Linked DNA regions of Zea mays: region 1 is linked to region 2. The links are chromatin contacts, called in public Hi-C maps. All regions are on one chromosome and are shown on one strand. The core of a region is the stretch at or near the end of the contact, and the rest is flanking DNA. Distances in the headings are between cores, read along the strand shown.

What was found. Hi-C and Micro-C count contacts between places; a contact is called where the count stands out from the background.
Region 1: a contact with region 2 is called in a Hi-C map of leaf, with 3 times the contacts expected there. The contact joins the promoter of LOC100285322 here to the enhancer-like site in region 2. A contact is called at or near these places in 2 of 25 Hi-C or Micro-C datasets (ear and leaf).

What each region holds. Positions count from the first base shown.
Region 1 is chr4:77,178,415-77,184,313 of Zm-B73-REFERENCE-NAM-5.0, reverse strand. It overlaps LOC100285322, which reads right to left and starts at 3,222. Exons shown (of 4, transcript NM_001158215.1): 1 at 2,951-3,222; 2 at 2,639-2,725. The coding sequence starts at 3,091.
Region 2 is chr4:76,727,699-76,734,281 of Zm-B73-REFERENCE-NAM-5.0, reverse strand. It overlaps LOC100284060 (mitochondrial carrier protein CGI-69), which reads right to left. Exons shown (of 10, transcript NM_001370576.1): 9 at 6,471-6,529; 10 at 2,753-3,281. The coding sequence ends at 3,152. Among protein-coding and RNA genes, the nearest start is that of LOC100284060, 7.1 kb to the right of the region's middle. Within about 2 kb of position 3,056, at least 6 of the 20 cell types and tissues checked have an H3K27ac peak or open chromatin away from gene starts, as enhancers often do. A contact at or near this core is called in leaf, where this site is marked.

The sequences.
Region 1 (5,899 bases), core at 1,973-4,472, 450 kb before region 2:
GCATATACCAAGGGATATTCCCTTGTGTGTCCCCTTGTGACCTTAATCATCACAAAGGCAAAAAGGTAAGGGCTCAAAGCTTGATTTAGTCCTACTCTAATCGGAAAATCATTTGTGTCTCCATCACTTGTTCGAACACTAGTCCCAACATTGTTGTACATGTCCTTAATGAGTCCAATGTACTTCGTTAAAACTTTATGTTTGTCCAAAGACCACCACATAACATTCTTTGGTATTTCATCATAACCCTTCTCCAATTCAATGAGAACCATGTGTAGGTCATTTTTCTTACTATACTGCTCCATCACTTATCTTTTTAAGAAAAATGGCTTCCATAGTTGACCTTCTAGACATGAAACCAGATCGGTTCAAAGAAATCCTTGTTGTTCCTCTCAGACAATTCTCGATAACTCTCTCCCCTATGAAAGCTTCTCACTAATAGGCATATATCTAGCCATGCATCTACGTCTTCACAGAAAAGTCTCTTAGCACTCTCATTGTGTCCCTAGTTAAGGCATACTAATTGCCTTCAAGACCAAATCATCCATGACAAACTTGGCTTAGCTAAGAAAGGATGATAAGCGTGTATCCAGTAAACTAAGACTTGCATAACTATAACAGTACCACAGAATGTCCCAGAGATTATTAGGAAAAGAATATGGTAAGTTTGTCAAAAGTACTCATGAATATTAGTTTGGTAGGACTAATACCCTTGATTAACCTTATGTACAGTGACACAAAAGAGTAGCCCTAAGCCCCTAAGAAATGGTGACATCAAGGACATGTTAGTCAGAACAGTGAAGCTATAAAAATCCCATGAAAGGTAATTCCATTGAGATCTTTGTACCAACTATCATCCCTAATAAACCCAATTGCATAGTAAACTAATAATTTCTTACATGAAAAAAATATACGAACAGAAGTTAAATCCATAGCATCAAGAAAAAACACTTTCGGAGGGCTGTTTATAATATTAAATGTTGCTTGATCTGTGACAAATAATTCGGATTCATTGATAGAAGATGGTAACAGTAGAGTGAGCGAATTCAGACTTGCACAAGAATAATAGTAGTATAGTACCTTAGTGACAGGGAATGTGGAACGATGGCGCGTTCCGCGTTCCGGGAACTTCGTCCCGAAACGAGGAACGGGAACGATGGGGAACATTCCAAGAAACGCTAGCGGAACGTCGTATACCTAAGATAGGAACGCTTACCTTGAGGAGGCCGTGCCGCCGCGCTGCCGTCGTCCGGCCGCCGCGCTGGGAGTGGGACGCGCTGGGATGATGCGCCGCCCGACCGCCGGACGTTGTGTCGCGCTGGGAAGAGGATAGCCGCGTGGAAGAGGAAGGGGAAGAGGAAGGGAAGAGGAAGGGGAAGAGGAAGGGAAGAGGATTCGACTGGACTGGGTGACTGACCGTTCGCGACTTCGCGCAGTGGGGAAGACGAAGACGAATCGCGCGCCGCGGCGTTGCAGGCCGCCCGTGGAAGAGGAATCAAGCGCCGCGTCGTTGCAGTCCGCCCGTGGAAGAGGAATCGAGCGCCGCGTCGCCCGTGGAAGAGGAATCGCGCCGCCGCGTTGCAGTGGGTCGCAGGGAGCCGCGTAGGAAGATGAATAGCGGCGCGTTGCAGTGGGTTAGAGAAGAGGAAGGGATAGCGGCGCGTAGGAAGGGATAGCGGCGCGGCGGAGCCGCGTACTGGCTGGTGGCCCACCGTCCACGCGTAGCTGGTGGCTGGTCCGCTGTTATTTAAATAATCCACAGAGCCAAGCACAACTCAAACTTCAAACATGGTTTTCGGTTCTTCAAGCAAAAGAAAGTGTGCAGATGAATTAGAAGATGATGATGTGCAAGTCGTCCAAGAGGTGCCTGTAGATATCCAAGATGGTGGTGCAGACGCAGACAGCGGTGACGAAGATGGGGCTGCGGCTACTGGTACGAGACATCCAATTTGCGACTTTTGTCAAGATCAACAGATGGCTACAAACATGGCGCACATGCTAAATGGGACATTGATCCAGAAGACTCTTCTATCTAGGCTTTGCAAGAAAGTAATTATTGTTACCGTTATATATATATATATATATAAATAAATAAGCTAAGACACTATGACTTATCATTATCGGGATCCCATCATTATCAGTTATATATACATATATTATATATTATGTATGTGTCATTGCTTGTTTTAATTACGCATCGTTCCCTGTTCCATTACAATCGTTCCCTAACTTCGTTCCGAAATCGTTGGGAACACGTTCCACGCATCGAATGAACGTCGATCAGCTGTATACCCCTCAACGTTCCATGTTGCTTTAACAGACGTACCGCGTTCCTCGTTCCCGTTCCTCGTTCCCAACGTTCCGGGAACCTTGTCACTATGTATAGTACCATAGTCGAAAGGTGTAGGCTAAACAGATCACTTATTTGAGGTCTATGTAACCTTTGTCGTTCACAGGTTCTGCATGATAATGTTTCCTGCCAAACCACTATTATCACAACTACGGTTGAGCACACATAGATTGCAGCAGCTAAACCACGGTATAGCAATGGTATGCCAGAGGATCGACTTCACCCACAGTTTGCAATCACAGTCAAATTGTCATGAGGGTATAGCAATGGTATGCCAGAGGGTCGCACCTCATCGCTGTCGACGCCGACGAGGAAGAAAAGGGAGGCGTAGCGCCTGTAAACGACCTTGTAGTTCCGGTGCTCCACAAACGAACACTGCATCAACACAAAAGCAGCGGTAGTCTCAGAAAATCGGAAGTGCAGGGAAACCCCCCATCCCGATCCAGATCCAAGACGATCCAACACAAACCCAGCAGATTCGTGGATCCGGAAAGGAGGGCGATGATCCGGGCCGATCAATGGGAGAGCAGAAGCGGAGGGGACGTGGGAAAGAAGGACGGCCGGGGGTGAGGGGCGAGGAGGCGGTGCGGACGGACAAACCTGCTGGTCAGTGCGGGCGAGGCACTTGCGGACGATCTCGCCCTCGAGGGCCCGTCGCTCGTCGAGGGAGAGGTGCTCGTAGTACTGCGCCAGCCGCGTCTGGCCCTGCTTGTTGACGAACAGCACGAACCGGATCGTCATCCCGCCCTCGGCCTCCCTGATCTCTGCTGCTCGAGGCAGTCAGTCGTCTTCTACCTGTCGTCTCAGGTATGTTCTGCTCGCCAAAAATCAGAGAGGGACTCCACGGTGCGCCGTTCCTGGGCCATCCAGACGGCTAGCACGCACCTAAAGTAGTACTAGTAGGTCTGCGGCCCACCAATAAAGAGGCCTTCCAACGATAACAAATTTTCTTTTATATTTAAAATAATCAAAATTGCAATATTGTATCATGACTTCTAAATACTAACTCCGTTCTTAAATATATGACATCGTTGAATTTTTTAGAAAACTTTGACCGCTCATCTTATTCAGAAAATTACGAATTATAATTTATTTTGTTATGATTTGTTTTATCACTTAAGTTTGTTTGAGCATGACTTGAAATTTTACATTTTCAAATAATTATTTTGAATAAGATGAGTCGTCAAATTTTTCAAAAAAATTAACAGTATCATATATTTAATAACGGAGGAAGTATTATATTTATGGGTGTTTATCGCTCGATGTGTGCTTGTTCGGCTGCATGGGGATCGAAGGAAAGTAAGGGAATTAAATTTATTTTTATTAAATTTTGACTAGCAAGAGATTTAATCTCTATCCAATCCACTTCAATCTATTCCTAACTAGAGGTAACAATGAGCTCTAAATTTTACACTATAAAAATTAAGAATTGTATCGGATTAGGATCAGACTTGTTGGTGTGGGGGATAGATATCCCCCGTGTCCACTAAAGGAGTAAAAGACCTCACGAAAGGCCCAAGGGCCCAATAAATCATGAGGTTATTCCTTCGTGGGCCTGGGGAGAAACAACCAACAAGGCAGAGCGACGTGATACCAGATTGGTGCAAGCCCGGATGGCCCACAACGTCGAGCGAGTAAATCGCAACAGAGACTCGACTTTCCCGCACTGAAGCCCCCATGCAACGGAGCCATGCGAGGATAAGTCGGCGAGGGTTACGTAGGGATAAACTCAAGAGGTTCACTACCTTTTAACTACTTGTTGTTATCATATCCACATGTACTGCCCCACGGTCGAGTATATAAGGCCTAGGGGGCACCCCTTCAGAACGATCGACCCTATCTTACTTAGCCACCCACAACAACTCTCTGTGTCTTCAATCCAGAGAGCCCTCTTGTAACCACGCTCACATACTCACCAGGACGTAGGGTGTTACGCATCTCTAAGCGGCCCGAACCTGTAAATCTTGTCCACTGTCCCTCGTGTGATCGGCACGAACCATTTTGCTACAGTCGTCGACACCGTCCTACTCCTAGAAACACCTTGAGGGGCAACCCCGGGTGTGCGGTCGGACCCAAAACACCGACAGCTGGCGCGCCAGGTAGGGGGTGTGTCGACGATCCAAGCTAGCTCAATGGCCGTCACCTTCTACAGCAAGATCACCATGCGTCCCGGATCCGTATTCTGCTTCGGGACAATCTCATCTGTAGCGGATGAAGAGGGAATTCTACACCGTATCGCGGATCCGCCGGAAAAGAAGTCTCCTCCAACGAACTCCGAAAATGCCGGAAAGGCGCCACCTCCAGCTCTTCGGAAAAAGATCGTCTCCGTAAAGTCAGGGGCCAAGGGCTCGCTGACCCGGAAAACTCCGCTGTCTACTTCCTCGACAAAAGAATGGACACGGATCACGAGGAAGAAGGAGACCAGGGAAAAGCAAGTCGTTCTTTCCGTTCCTCTGGCCTCAAAGGAGAACGGAAAGAAAGTCGCCACAACAGCAGCATCATTCTACCCCGATGTCCTCTTCATCGGGAGAGTGGAGTCGCCCACTGTCTCTGACGACGAACCGACCGCGCCCGGAGAAGAGCCACCTCAACGAGAATCCCGCCGACGGAGGAACCGGCGCAGGAACGTTCGACGACATCACGCGGCCGGAGAACGGGATCCAGAGCAGCCTGTCTCGCGAGACGAGGACTCGGAGATAGGAGAAACTCCGGAAGAACGCGTCTTCAGAGAACGAAGGAACTCCCGACGACGTGATCGCCGGCGGGCTCAGGAACAGGCCGAGCAAGACGCAAGGCAACGCCGGGAGAATCCGCTCTTCGGACGCAACCTGAATCCCGACTTCGCCCGAGCTATGAACACGCCAAGCGAAGTCGGAGGGGTACTAGCTCGGATAGCTGATGGACTTCCTCGGACTCCCGACGCCGAGGGATACCGACGCCTGTTCACCCAGGCAGCCAACCATCTTCTACCGCTCGCTCACCCACCGAACGATCTACGACACGCCATCAACAGTCGCCAAGATGCACGAAGCTCCATCAATGCTTCACGCGAACAGCGGCATGAAAACGAGATTCACCGTCGGGAGGAGTACGACCGAGATCATGGCATCCCGACTCAAAGCCAGGCCACCAGGACTGAGTCGGCGACGGCCTCAACTGGCGGAACCACCCGGGGACGGTCGAGGAACCACAATCACAACTCCCCTCCCCGGGACAGACATCGTCCCCGACGACAGGAGGACACGTGCGGAGTGTCCGCTCTTACTCCGCGCCTTAGGGCCATCCAATGGCCTTCCAACTTCAAGGTATCCAATGTCGACAAATATGAACCTAAGCAGGATCCAGGGGGTTGGCTAGCCGTCTACACCACCGCTGCTCGGGCTGTCGGAGCATCTGAGGACGTTATGACCGCGTATCTGCCCATCGTCCTTGGGCAAGATGCGCTACAGTGGCTACGACATCTACCCCGACATTGCATCGACGACTGGGGAGACTTCAGTCGACGTTTCACCGCCAACTTCCAGTCCCTCTCCGACAAGCCAGCGCAAC
Region 2 (6,583 bases), core at 1,807-4,306:
CTGGTATATCTTCAGCACTTCAACCACAAACTTGCTCAAAGGGAACCGAAGACCAGCCTTAAAAAAGCTTCGGTAGATAACAACTTCATTTTCCTCAGGGGCAGGGGCAGTGTTGTCTCCGCCAGCCCTCACGATAGACATGTCACGAAAGTACCTTCCTCTCATGTTGTCAAGATGACTCTGTTTAATAGTTGATTTTCTGAAGACAGTATGGCTTGGTCGCCAGGGCCGGTCTTCAGAATCTTCGTCTCCAGTCTCCACATCATAACTATCACTATCATCAGTATCCTCAGACAAACCTTCCAGAACTCTTTAGTAATCTTCTCTGTGTTTGTTTTTGACATAGACTCAACAAACCCGGCGATAAACGGATCCGTGGTTTTCTTTTCTCCAAACAACTTCGTCTCTTCAGTTACCTTCGTTTATGCAGTCATTTTCTTTTCCTCAGACATCTTCTCCCCGGACAAGGTGAAGACACGTTCTTAAACCGAAGCTCGAAAGGCTTGAAAATCAAGCGAGAGCTAGTGAGCAAGAGCTAGAAAGTTTGAGAAAATAATGCAAATGGTGGAAACGGCGTATCAAATGCTGCCGCTGTGGTTTATATTTATACGCCCAGTGTGTTGCAACTTGGTGGGCCCTGTCTGTCATTGACTATTGCTATTCTAGCAAAGGGGAGGTGTTTTTCGGACCTTCGGCTTAAGGTCTTCGTTCATGTCACAGTCTGAATTCGTTGTTATAACAAATTAATACTGCGAGGGGCTACTGTTGGGGGCCTTCGTCTTCCGAAGGTCCTCAAAAACATGATTTAACAATGTTTCCCAAGTGTAATATATGTACAGGTACCTTCGGACTCGGGTTAAAACTGTACACGATATGGAGAGCATGGTCGGGAGGAAGGTTGATGCAGCTCCGAAGCTACGCGCAAGGGAGCTTCGGCTCAGCGACGGAAAAAGGAACCGACTTAAAGGGGAAAAGGCTATCTAGTCCTCGTTGGATTATCCTTAAGTCAATAGTAAATATAAAGGGCATGGATGTAATTTTACACAGACTGTGTCATGTGCCTATAAATAGATGAACATTACCCCCGTATTGTTCACGGTGACTTGTATTCGCTCGTGCATCACGCTTGGACTTTTTGCCTTTTGTCAAGCCGAAGGTATAAATGTAATTCAATATTGTTCTTGTTCATCCATGATGATATAATAAAGAGATATTAATAATGTCATATGATTATCCATGATATTTCTCATGTTTCATATGCTTCGTCTTTCATTAACATATACTGCAATGATCAAGGTATGTCCTTCATAACCTTCGTCCGAAGATCGTTATATTCTAAGGGAAATAATGCTTCGAATGATGAAGGACATTAACAATTAACTCCTCTTTGTGTTGCCTTGTTTTTAATTCATAGCATTTGAGAACAAATCCCCAACAATAGCAAAATAGAGAGAGGTGTTGGTGGGGCCACCATAGGGTGGTCGGCACACCACCCCTATGGGCCCACTAGCCTCCCAAAGCCCCATGATCCATATGAGTCACTCAAGAGTGATTCCACACCCTTAGATGCAAAGTATGTTTTCTTCTCAGCGGTGAAAGATGAAGTCTTGTAGAATGATGAACCCATAATAAAGCAAATCGACACGCCAACACAATTTAGACAACACATACCCACTCTATATCAATAAGGGACCCACCACACCAGAGAGGGTGGTCTGTCCACATCATAGAGCGGGTCTATCGACCACCATGGTGCACCCACTAGCCAAGAACAACTTCAGTCTTGTGTTCGTGTTTGAATATTCTTGTTTTTCTTTGGGAAAACATACATGATGGTTGATCTAAGGGTTCACGTGACAAGCATATGGATCTACCTGTATCCATGTATAAATAGAGGCTCACACACTTCCCTCTCCATTCACGTCTCAAGCTTCAAGCGAAGAGTAGAATAATTTGTATTGTATCCTTCGTAGTGTAGGATAGCTTAGTTCGGGAATCTTCATTTTTTTGAACGAAAGTGATAGGAGCTCTGCCTATCAATTAAGAAGAAGGGAGTTAGGATATGAACAAACGGCGTGTCTCGCCAAAGGGTGGCAACCTAGGAGAGAAAAAAGACTAGGGGGTTCACACACAGGAACTGCTCCCGCCAGGAGCGTCCCAACACCACCCAGGAATTATAGCTGCAACCTGGGCCACATCAAGGAAACAACCCTTTCATTGAGTTTTTTAAATGGAATATCATCCTTTCGTTTGAATTTTGAAGAAAAGGTGAACCCCCATGCATACGTCTCCATTCACAGACAGCCGCAATCTAGTCCCATTTCATTCCGCGTCTATTTCAAGTTGACTCTAAGGTCGGGGCTAGCTGTTACGTGACATGATATGATCCAGAGAAAAAGGTCCATCTTCCAAACGCAATCTAGTTTCCGCCATGTGAATTTCATCATCCCGCAATGGCGCCTACCGTTATATACTCCGTTTCAGGTCTCCAGGGCAGGTTCTCCGATTCAGCACCTCGCTGGTGACTTGCTTCCCGTGCATATCATCACTTCCTGGCATCTGCCATTAGAAGTCTCATTCATTGAGATTCAGACATGGACAGAGGGAAACCGACGCCACCATCCAACGTTTGCCATAGCTCGGTCCAAGCCATATATCTAACGAATCCATCCCCTTTGAATTTAATGATTCCGCCAAGTAAACATATCCCCGTTGGTTTTTACAGTAACAAGTCAACAAGAAGACCAAAACGGTTTTTTTAAGGCATCGACACAAGACTAGGATGTGCAAAATTTCTTCTGTAGTTTCAAGGGTGTGCAAAATTATTGATCAGTATCTACGCTACTACACTCTCCTTTCCTTCAATTACAGGGACTACACCAAGTAAGTTTACCGGAGCAGCTTCAGATCCGGCCAAGACATAAGCTTAGACGATGGTCCAAAACCTGACACGGGCGAAACTGAAGCCTGCTCCATGGCAAAACTGGTATTGCTATCCTTGACTGAAATGGACACTGTCCATAAAAAAGCCTGTCGTGTCTTGACTGTTGGGCACTCTGATCTTCCAACTTACACCTAGCCCTGTCAGAGTAACTAGCCTACCATGCCTTTCACCAAGTGGGAGGGCTTCCATCTTATCAACAAAACTAGGTCATGAGGTGTGCCTTTGATGAAGAGCGTACTTGACAACCTCGTAGAAGGAAATGACAATACCAACTGATGGACCAGCGCGTGCAACACGTGGGCCAACGCCGGCGAACAGACCTTTCATGCCTCCAGACCTGCCAGAGAACAATATAAGCAAGCAACAAATCACAATTATGGGTACATTATAGATGCCCCTTACCAAACCAATTACTAAAGTAGAACTAAGGGAGGAATATGGAGGCAGGGCCCATTTTGCAGTTAAACTTTGAACAATTCTAATCTAATGGACACAAATGTAGTCATGCAAAACTAACTAGATCAAAGATCTGCAACCTGCTACAGTCTCAGGAATATCAAAACTAAACAGGCAAGTGGCTAAAATAAATGATGTATAGCTCTATAATGAACTACGTTAAAGATGGCAGATTATTTACTGCAGCACCATCAAATTTCACCAAACACAATTTATATACACAAGATGAAAATGAGTGAAGCGTGTATACAATATATGGTTTTGTACCGATGGAATGAATAGGTCATGAATCAAACAAGCAAATGCACGAAAGGCTTGGGTGGGCTGCAAGTGGTTCAGCAACTGCGGCTAAAAGACCATAAGTCTCATTTATGGCACCTATTCAATCCGCCTACAATTTTCCAACCTGTGAAGTTGCAGCTTTGATTTGTGTTCGTGCTCAGTTTGGAACCAATGTGGTAGATCCAGTGTTCAAAAGAAACATAACTAAACGCTCGCCTAGGCGTGCTTGAGCAAGGAACGGAGCCCTTGTGCCTCGCTTAGGCCATAAGCATCCAATTAAACGCTGTCCATTGGGTAAGTGGCATGGAATCAAAGTAAATCAGGAGGAAGGCAAACTAGCATGTGTAGAGGCAAGCCGCAGGAGCATGCACTAGCGCGGTGGGCAGCAGCGCAGGAAGAAACAAGATCTTGCACCTTGGCGCAGCCGCCACCTCCACAACTTGAGTCGGTGCCAGCAGAAAGAATAATCTCGAGCACCAACTCCACAAGTAACCCCACACGCACCTTCCCTGGTGATCACAGGCCTTGCTGTTTGTGAAGTGCGGCTGGCTGTGTGTCCAGAGACCTTGCGGTTTGTGAAGTGCGACTAGCTGTGCAGACCTGTGCCACTTAATATCTTCTTGGACAAGGGAAATACTATTGCTGACGTACTCGGCCTATTGTTGTACCAAGTATAGACTGAATCTGTGATGCAGTGATGCACTTAAACACATTCTGGCAACAAAACGAAGAAAAAAACACAAATGTTTGGTCGCATTTAATCTCCGCTTGGGCATCCTAGGTGCCAACCAGTGGCCTAGTGCCTTTTGGAGCCTTGGGTAGATCACTACTCTCACATAAAATTGACAAACAAATTGTTCAAACCACGAAAAACTAAATCCACTAAGCTAAATCAACATCAACATAGCCTTTTAGTCCCAAGCAAGTCGGGGTAGGCTAGAGTTGAAACCCAACAAGATGTCACCAAATAGAGAAAGAGAGAGAAAGGGGAGGGGAAAAGCTTTTGAGAGCACTAAAAGGAAAAAGGCCTAATCACGGTTCGGTTACGTGGATAGCTTCTTTCCAAGCACTTCTATCCAAACACAACTCCATTGGTATATTTCATTTCTTCAAGTCCCTTTTGATTGCCTCCTCCCATGTAAGTTTGGTCAACCTCTACCTCTCTTCACATTATTGTCCCGTCTTATGATGCCTCTATGCACCACTGCCTCTGGGGTCTCCGGTGGACATGCCCAAACCATCTCAACCGGTGTTGAATAAGTTTTTCTTCAATTGGCGCTACTCCTAGTCGATCGCGTATGTCATCATTTCTCACTCGATCCAATCTTGTGTGCCCACATATACAACGCAACATACGCAACTCTGTGACACTTAGTTGTTGGATATGTCGACTCTTAGTAGCCCAACACTCAGCCCCATATAACATAGCACGCCTAATTGTTGTCATGTAGAACTTGCCTTTCAACTTCTGTGGCACTCTCTTGTTGCATAGGACTCTCGATGATTGACGTCATTTCATCCACCCCATTTTGATTCTATGGCTAACATCTTCATCAATATCACCATCTCTTTGTAGCATCGATCCCAAATAACGGAAGGTGTCCTTTGGTACTACCTGGTCTCCCAAACTTACATCTTCATCCTCACTAATTGTAGTACCAAAGTCACATCTCATATACTCGGTTTTGGTCCTGCTAATTCTAAATCCTTTTGACTCTAGGGTCTGACGCTATAACTCTAGCTTTCTATTTACTCCTTCCCGGCTTTCATCTACTAGAACTACATCGTCAGTGAAAAGCATACACCAAAGGATATCTCCTTTTATATCCCTCATGACCTCATCTATCACTAAGGCAAATAGGTAAAGACTCAGAGCTGAACCTTGATGTAGTCCTATGTTAATCGGGAAAACATTTGTATCACCATCAATTGTTAATCAGGAAATCCACTAAGCTAAATGATGTCAAGAATTGTCTCTGGAACTTCTTATGACAAGCAGGGTTCACCTGCTGGATTTCAGCTTACGACCTAGCTCCAAACCTTTAAAATTTGATCAGCATGTTTCCGAACCCACCTAGGCCTTGTTCGGTTACAAGAGGATTGAAGAGGATTGAGAGGGATTAAATCCCTTCCTATTCAATTTTGGATAGGAAGGGTAATTCCCCCCAATCCCTTCCTAACCGAACAAGCCCCTAGTGGTGCTTTTTTGTGAGAAGGTTAATTATAATAGTGAAGCATACTGTGAACCTCCCACACCCAATTCATGGACCCAGCCACAGAATGAAATGATGGTTTCTAGATTATTATTATGAAATGACCACCCAAGGCATATCAAATTCTCTGACAAGCCACCAAATGCTCATGTGACAGTGAAACCAAAATCAAATATTTTGTATCACATTTTCTATTAGCTATAGAATATTACGAATTTGCTATTTTTTTTACTTCGCTGTCGTTGTTGTCTAGTCTCAGGCCGACCTATGTCATATACCTGGGGTTCGCAAACTGGGCTGTATAGAGAACAAATTTAGGATGGCATATACCAAGGGTTTGCAAACTGGGCTATAAGAAGAAATCAATTATGTGAACACAACTTGCTACTGAATAGAGGCAATGGTTGGCAGCAACTCTATTGGGGTACAGCAGGACAACATGGTAAAAGCATATTGCTCAATTGACTGAGCCATATGTAGGGTTCAAACCTGAAAACCAACACAACCACAATAGCAATTATACAGCCCATCAAACATGCTACTTTAAATATTTTGGGGATGAGGTATTTCCTTACCTCCATATCTCAGCTAATGTTTGCCTTGTAGTCATCCTCATTGCCTTCTCAGTATCCTTCTGAAATTTAGAAAGGAATAAGTACAAAAATAGAAACAGGAACAAGAAATGGCG